2 separate regions of the Mus musculus genome follow, and region 1 is linked to region 2. Evidence: chromatin contacts called from public HiChIP or PLAC-seq data. All regions are on one chromosome and are shown on one strand. Each heading gives the region's core, a stretch centred on a gene start, on an enhancer-like site or on the middle of the called end of the contact. The rest is flanking DNA. Distances are from core to core; before and after follow the strand shown.

What was found. HiChIP or PLAC-seq counts read pairs in DNA pulled down with a chosen protein or histone mark.
Region 1: a contact with region 2 is called in a CTCF HiChIP or PLAC-seq map of the NIH/3T3 cell line, with 11 read pairs. The contact joins two enhancer-like sites. A contact is called at or near these places in 1 of 15 datasets of contacts at CTCF or cohesin (the NIH/3T3 cell line), 1 of 484 Hi-C or Micro-C datasets (cortical neurons) and 1 of 115 datasets of contacts at active chromatin or transcription factors (embryonic stem cells).

Annotation. Positions count from the first base shown.
Region 1 is chr12:34,222,873-34,227,194 of GRCm38.p6, forward strand. The region is part of intron 19 of Hdac9 (histone deacetylase 9); the gene reads right to left. Among named protein-coding and RNA genes, the nearest start is that of Gm51984, 10 kb to the left of the region's middle. Within about 2 kb of position 1,824, at least 33 of the 459 cell types and tissues checked have an H3K27ac peak or open chromatin away from gene starts, as enhancers often do. A contact at or near this core is called in the NIH/3T3 cell line, where this site is marked.
Region 2 is chr12:34,074,062-34,078,389 of GRCm38.p6, forward strand. All of the region lies in intron 27 of Hdac9 (histone deacetylase 9), which reads right to left. Among named protein-coding and RNA genes, the nearest start is that of Gm40384, 10 kb to the right of the region's middle. Within about 2 kb of position 1,945, at least 76 of the 459 cell types and tissues checked have an H3K27ac peak or open chromatin away from gene starts, as enhancers often do. A contact at or near this core is called in the NIH/3T3 cell line, where this site is marked.

The DNA of each region.
Region 1 (4,322 bases), core at 574-3,073, 150 kb after region 2:
GAGAATTCATTTAAAAAAATCACGATAAACTCACTAAAAGTCACTGAATGAAAGAAAGCGAATACAAGGCAGGAAAATGCAACACACACGCAGAGAGCAGAGACATTTCTAGGAGGGCTGCCAACATTATCTTCTTCCCTCTTAGAGCCAAATATCAGAGCAAGGTCTGCCTTTTGCTTTATAACTTTCTGTAGTAACTACTGTCATTATGCTTCAATTTTAATAATAATAAAAAAGCTGTCTCATGTAAAAGGTAATGTTTACATAGTATGGAAAAATATGACCAACAAACAATATGTATTGAATGTTATTATGAATGAAATAAAAAGATCCCTCAATGATAAAGCATATTTTACCTTTCTACTCTCTGTTATAAGGAAGTCACACATCCATGTGATGATTGTAGAAGAAAGACAAATAAAATAACTTTCCTGTATCTGCTAGGACACTTGGAAAGAATCTATACTCCTTGAAATACTAAAGGATATTTTTTCCCAAAACAAATTTATTAATTGTGTCTAAAGCTTCTATGTAAAAGGTCATATTTAATTTACAAGTATAGAAACTAATTATCTAAATGATCAGCTAATATTCTGGAAATGGTGAATAAATCGGGGGTCACTTAAATATGTAATATGAATATTAGCCTACCTTCTCAATAGATTCGCAAGGGTCCTTCAAGTTATTCATTCAGAAAATAACCTACTAATTCCCAATGTCCTTAACATGGCAATGACACCATGGTGGCCCCATTATTTCAGTTCATAGGCCAGTAAATTCTCTCTCCTGGCTCCATTTCATTTTAGGTCATGATCCATTCCTGATGATTTTATTTTGAAAAATTACTCAAATTTGTGCTCTTATTCTTATGTCCACTCCTTGGATATTTTGCTTTGCTGTCTTATGATGCAGAACCTTGCACACAGGTACAAGAATTCTGCCAAGAAGCCACACACTCAGTCCTTCCTTAAGGATGCTGCCTTTGTAGGAGTTGGTACCTTGCAATAACCATTCAGTATCCCCATTTTTTTCACTTTCTGATGCAAGACATTAATAAATTTTGATTCCATTTCCACTCTTCCTTTTAGACTGTCAGTAGGGAAAGCATCCCCTTCACAATTTTTAGGAAAAGTAACTAATCTCCCATGACCGCATCATCTTTCCAGAGAAAACTTGAGCTGACCTCCCATTCATTGACCTGATTTAATTTCACAGCACAGCATTCAGCCACTACCATGTCCAGTTTCCCTATACCTTGCTTAGATTTTTAGGCCATTGTTACATTTGCTTCTTTCCACATACGGTCACCCTGTCCTTTCTTCCTGCCCACGCCACTTCCCCATGTAATCACTCACTCTGTGGGAACAAAGTATCAATCATTTTTCAAAGTTCTGGAGACTTCCTGGCTGAGCTCTAGCAGGGCTTTCTTGTGGTCATTGCTTAGCGACTTCTTACCACTGTCTCCACACAGCCTTTCTCCCGGGTCCTAACAGCAGATAACTCTGGTGTCCTTTCCATTCAGTAGAGGGTACCAGCCCTATTGGGATAAGGTTCTCAGAACCTCATATAATCTTTATTACTGACTTATGTCCAGTGACTGGGAGCTAAATTTTCAACACACGATCTCTGAAGAAAAACATACATCCAGTCCTTTACACGTTTTCAATCATGTTGTCCCATTCCCCTTCTTATGGGCTCAGGCAAAATTACAAGTCTGATAAGACACAACTCACACCTGCTCTCTCCCAGCATCTATCTAAGCACACATAAAAGCCAGATGTCTGCTTGTCCTTTAAAGTTATAATCTTCAACTCCAAGTACATTCCTCAGGACGGCTGGAAACCACAGCACATTCCTTTATCAATGAACCAACTGTCCATGACTCATATGAGTCAGTCTAGCTGTTTTTTTTTCTTTTTCTTCAAATTTTCAATAACCCCTTGCTAACTTTTTTAACTCCAGCTGAGAAGTTGTTCTGATTTCATCTAGAAGAAGAAAAGCAAGTAGAATAAAATTTTCACATTCTCCAAGTGATAAATCTGCTCACCTCCTCTCAGCAGTCTTTGCTGCTGACCCTTCTATCCATTTCCCTCCCACTCCTATCCAGGCACAGCTGACTGTAGCTCTCCTTCCTCTTTGAGTTTCAACCTTTCGATACTTGAATAATTTCAATTAGAGAGATTGTTAACTTTCTCCTCGTAAAGAAACAAGAGAGTAAGTTAAAGAATATATTTATCTATTTATTTTATTTGCATTGCCCCCCTCCACCCCAACCCTATCCTCCTCTCCTTCCAGCCTCACTCTTACAAATCCCTCCCCCCATTACCTCGCCTCCTAAGAGAAGGGAAAGCCTGCCATGGTCATCGTCTCACTCTGGGACACCCAGTCGCAGTGGGACTAAGCTCATCCTCTCCAACCTGGCATTCCAATTAGGAAAAAAAGGATCCAAAGACAGACAACAAAGTCAAAGACAGCCTCTGCTCCAATTGTTAGGGAACCCATATGAAGACCAAGCTGCCCGTCAGCTGCGAATGTGTAGGAAGCCTAGGTTCTGTCCCTGCATCAAGAGACAGATATATAATAGCCAATATGATGCTAACAGGAGTTGAGACTTTAAAGGGGAATTCATCATGAGGGTTCCTCCCTTTTAAAAGAGACTAACTTCCTGTCTAGAGAGGCTTCCTGTAGCCATCATGTAGGGCGGTGGGCTGTGCACATACAGCCTGCTCCCTAGTGGAGCAAAGGTCTGGAACCCCAGAAAACACATAGGAGCAGCACCAAGCCCTCCCACATGAAAATACGGTTTCCCCAAAGCTCTCAGACCAAACCAATGAGAATCTTACTCATCCGTAAACTATATATTCTATCTGGGAGGATTGGGGGTGCAGGAACTACATCTGAGCTTTTTGTCCTAAGAGCTGTAACACTTGGGAAGAGATCTGCTCTCCTGAAGTACCTCCTGAGGCACTCCTCACTGGCTAGTCAGCCTCTCCTCTGCCTAGCCCAATCTGACTCAGTGCAGGGTGACACAGAGTTACTGAGTAACCTGGAAGGCAAGGCAGAGATGGAGGTGGAGCTATAGCGGAAGGGCAGAACTAACTTCCCCTCCCTACCCCACTTGCTTCCCCCATTCCTCTGTAGCTTTGCGGGAACCTTTGCGGGAACCCTCGCACCAGGTCCGGCCAGAGTTCTCCACGGAAAGCCTCCGGTACTCAGGCCCACACTTCAATGTATTTGTTCCCCCTTCCAGCATCTTGGAAGCAGAAGGCAGCTCAACTCAAGGATGACAACCCTTGGACTGACTTGGGCTTCCAGGACCTCAGAGCTAAGAGAATCTTGCGTTAGCAAAAGCAGAGGAAGATGGTTTTACGTTTTGGGTGGGCACTATTTCTGAGTCATCTCCATTTGTTCTGATGCGTCACTTAAGGTGATAACTGGACTTAGTTGCTTTGATTGGCTTTGATTATTGTGATGCGTTATGTATAATATCCACACAAACCATGCCGTCTTCTTTCTGCTTGTCACCTTGTTCTCTAATCTGATATGATGTTTAATCCATAGCAAGAGGATGTGCCTAGCACGTACAAGGCTATGCTTTGGATCTATCACTGAAAATGAATAAAAGAATAAAAATATATACAGGGTAGACAGCAGACTGTTTTATCTTCTGAGCCTGTTTCTCCAGTCTGGCCTTGGCTTCAAGTTCTTTACTCTCACAGAAGTTAGCACTTCAGCTTTTTGCAGGTCACCATTATTAGAGCTGCTATAGGAAGTCTCATATTATTTTGGAGGTCACCTTTTAGGGTAGATTTCCTCAGAAATGCAGGAAATATTTTTGTGCCTTATGATAAATAAAATCTTTGTGCTCTGTTTTCAATGTGAAACGTACCTCACAGGCACTTGTATGCAATACTTGGGCCCAAAATAGAGCCATCAGCTCTAATTGGGTACCACAGTAGAAAAAAGGAGGCAGGGCTTAGCTGGAAAAGTAGGCCATTTGAAAGGCAACTGATTTCTGCCTTCTTTGTTCCTAGATGCCCTGAGTGCAGGGACTTTCCTGAGCCCAGCCTTTCTATCATGACACTCTTCTTTACTGTGGTCTATGTGGTGATTTGAATATGCTTATTCCAGGGAGTGGCACTATTAGTCAGTGTGGTGATACTGGAGTAGGTGTTGGAGGAACTGTGCCACTGTGGGGGTGGGCAATGAGACCCTCCTCCTAACCATGTGGGAGCCAGTCTTCTCCTAGCAGCCTTCAAATGAAGCCATAGAACTCTTAGCTCTTCCACATCATGCCTGCCTGGACGCTACTATGCTCCTGC
Region 2 (4,328 bases), core at 695-3,194:
GTTGGCATGGCATGAATCTCCCTGGGAAGTGGAAATAATAGATTTTGGGGGGCACATAGGGGGTTGATAGGGATGGGACAAGAGTGATCCAGTGGGGGGCTTGGGGGAAGGAGGAGGGAGAGTACTTGAAGAGACAACAGGATTTGGAGCAGTGAAGTGCAGTGGAAACTCCCCAGAACCTACAAAAGTGACCTAGCAAGGCATCGTAGTGCTGTGAGATACAGAGCATTAGCTGACTATCTTCTACAACCAGGCAAGGCTCCCAGAAGTGGGACTGGGACACCAACCCAGCCACAAAAGCTTCAACCTACAAACTGTCCTGCCAGCAAGGTGTCCTGGGGTTATGTTGGCACAGAACTTGTGGCCAACCAATGACTGGTCCAACTTCAGGTCCACACCATGAGAAGTATCCTACTCCTTATACTGCCTCAGATGGCTCAGAGAGCCAGGAGAGAAAGAAACATGGCTGCCAAAAAAAAAAAAAAAAAGTCAATGAAATGATTTCCAATGATATTCAGTATACTTAAAGATCAGTGCCTAGCTCAATTGTCATCAGAGGGGAATCATGCAGCAACTGATGGGAACAGATGCAGAGACCCACAGCCAAACACTATGTAGAGCTCTGGGAACCAACCCTGCTGCCCCCCTCACTCCCCCCCCCCCCCCGAAGAGGGAGGAGGGTGTACTATCAAAGCTAGAGGGGCTAAAGACTTCAGGAGAACAAGACCCACAGAATCAACTAAGCAGGAATCATATGGACTTAATAAAGAGCCAGAAGCAACAAACATGGACCCTGTATGGGTCTGATCTAGGTTCTTGGCACATATTTTATGGTTGTGCGGTTTGGTGTTCTTGCGGGAGTCCTAACAGTGGAAGTTGGGGGTATCAGTATCTGTGACTCATTTGCCTGTGACCCTTTTCTTCCTACTGGGTGTCCTTGACCAGCCTTGGTATGAGTGAGTGTTTATGCCTAGTTTCATTGTAACCTGTTATGCTGTATTCAGTGATATGGATGATATCCCTGGGAGGCCTGATTTTTTTTTTTTTTTTTTTTTTTTAAGAGAAATGAGTAGATTTGGAGGAGAAAGGAGGTGGGGCGAGATACTGGGAGGAATGGAGGAAGGGGAAATGGCAGTCAGGATATAACATATGAGAGGAAAATAGAAAGATCCACTTAGTGCTCTCTCTCTCTCTGTATGTGCAGGGGCTGTAGAAACTACCTCAGAGTATGGATAGCTTTTAGTTAAATCATTTAAAAGCACAGAATAAAGAGGGGATATTAAAAGATATACGAGAGAAAGACCACTTAAAAGTCACTTTTAAAGGCAGTCCTAACAGATCAAGACTTGGTTATTTGACAGAAACATTTAAAACCAGCAAAGCCCTGAAAAGATGTAGCAAGTTCTCAAAGAGCACACATGTCAAGCCACAACATCCCTCCCAGAAAAGCTATCAAACTGAAGGAGAAATAAAATCTAAGTTTTTCAAGTCAGATAATGATGATACAAAGGCTTGAAACTACCTCTTTCATGAGAAAGATAATCAAATGTGGAAAATTAAATGATTTTTCACTGGCACAACAGACTAAATTCAGATAATTGAACATGACTCGCAGCAGCTCAGGCTTTCATGTGAACATCTAGCTTTCACTTTTTGTTTCCAGCTGAAAAAGGAAAATGACTGGGCCAAGAATTTTGGAGTGCCAACATGCTTCTAACACTTAATAGCTGGTCATCCTGAAGTCACTAGGGGCAGACCGACCTTTCCTCTAGGATAAAGTTGAAGGCTGCTTCTAACGTTCTTAAAGTCAAAGCATCAAAACCCAAACAGCTACCAAAGCATAGCACAGATCTTTCAGGCATGTCGTCTTGGCAAACAAGAGAGCTAACACTCAGCACAACCTGCCTCAATCAAGCCGAGCCTTTTATTTTTTTCTTTGACTCCCTCTCATGCACAGGATCTGAGCCTTGTTTTCCACTCTCTACTGACCCGCCCATCATTCCCTTCCCATTTAAGTCCTTGGCCACCTAAAAAGGACACATGACAGCTGTGTATCTGGGAACTATTCCTCGCATGAGCTCCCACTGGCCAGTTTCCCCTAATACTATATTTTTCAAGGCCCATAAGTGTGGTCGTAAAGATGAAATGGGTCACCCCACCCCCATTCAAGAAAATGAACAGAAAATACTTAAAATGGTTCTTAGCCAGGAGCATTTTATCCCTTATTCACTAGTGGTAAATGAGTCAGATATGAGTTGGCCAAGAAAAGGGCCGCCTTACCCAGAATCTGAGTTTGAAATGAGTCATCTCACTCCAAACACCAATATATCGTCCAAAATAACTGGCAAGAATTTCCTATAAAAAGAATTTGCCTTTGCTCTTTTCCATCCATTTAATTCTGATTTTTTTTCTAATTTTTCAATTTCCTGTGTGATCACAATATTGCATTCACAACAAAAGCCCAGGGGCATTTCCTTTATCTTTGCCTGCTGAGCAGGAAGACAATTCTGATAGCAATCCTTGGTCAATCACTCCATCCCCCATCCCACCCCCATCTCTCCATCATCTCTTCCATGAGGGTCATACACAAATTAACTGAAACACACGATCTGGTTCTAGGAGATTTCTTTTCCTGCTCCTTTGTTGAATGAAATACAAAAACATAGAAAATAGTTCAAGTCAAACCATTTTCCCCCTCACAGGAAAAAAAAATTTCACAATTGGTATACTCTGTCTCAAAAGAATAAACAAACATGAAACTGGGCTTCCCCTCTGCCTTCCTGCTCATCAGGACACTGGTACTCCCTGTATGCCATCAGTGGAAGATTAGAGTCACTGTGGACCAAAGCTTGGTTCATTCTTATAGATTATCAGAGCCAAGCACGTGCTTTACCACAGGATAAGCAAATATGCTTGTAGAGGCAACTCCTGCCAATGTGCCAAGGTTTTTATATTGCTTGGGGTTCACAACATCTCATATTATTGTTAATTATTCCAAGCTCTGCAATTTCATGGGCTGAACTACTTATAATTCACTTCACCCAGGGTGGAATTCACCTCATTTTTCTGTATTAAATGGCTTCTAAAGAATAGCTTCGCTCTTTTATAACCAACACTAACAGATGTTAGTTTCCTCAGTTTTATGGCCCTCAGATGACAGACAACTAACTGGTTTTGGCCTTGGGAATAATTGCAACACCTTTGGATTATGAACTTGGTTCAGTTCTTAGCTGGAAACAGCAGGGAGCTAGTTCATAATATCAAAAATGTAAAATACGTTTTCCCTTTCTCCAGATACTGCAAGAGAATGCCTTCTAATTCAGCAATACATCAATGCTCCCCACACTGAGAGTCTTCTCCTAAAGTGCTTATAGCACGAGAAAACACAGACATACAAGTGAAATCTCTTATTCAACTTATCAACTCTTTGGGCCCAAACAAGATGTTAAATCCATTATACTTAGAGTACCCAGTGACTGTAAGGAATCCAGACTGTTCACACTGGTGCATTTGGGGAGTGACAGGCTCCATGTAATTAGCAGTGCTGTTAACTGGTAGAAGGAGTTGGAGTTCCTTCTCAGAAGCAACTTAAATGTGAGTGTGAGCCTCAGAGTCTCTTCTGTGTCTTGCCTGACACATGTCCTGAGAAAGGATGTCACCTTGCAATCAGCTGTGGAAAACATCAGTATGGCTTATCACACGCAGTACACCGGGCAACTTACATTGTAAGGAACTATTGAGTTAGGTGTGGTCGCCATGATGAGAGAATGGGTAGGAAAATATTACCAACTCACCATGATGTCTTTAAAAGTAAACAAGTAAGCTCTACATGACCCTCAATCTATGTACATAGGAAAAGAAATTAAGAACATTGTCCTCTTACAGAATAAAACCAGGCTCAGTTCTCCTTCATTAACATCCCCGTCTCCTTGACAAACATCTTCCACCTCTATCCTTATGGACCTCAAGGAGACTCACATATGTATAAAATGGCTGGCCCTTGACTAACATCACACACAGCCTCTGCCTTCCTGTGTTCCCTTTGTTATAGCAGAAATTTCAAATGCTGAGAGAAAGAAAGGGAACATCTGGGAAAACAGAGATAAGGAGGAGGAGTTAGGTCCCCAGGCAGCTCTTTCCACAGCGGTCTGCACTAAATTATCCAACAAGGAGTGATATTTCTCACTCTCGATCTCAGCGCCTTTCTCTGGGAACCACGTCTGGGGAACCACGTCCTCCAGGTTTGTTTTCCCAGGAAGAACGAAACAGTTTAGCTCTCCACAGCCTGTATCATACACTCTGCCATCTGCGGCTTTGGAGAAAACAGG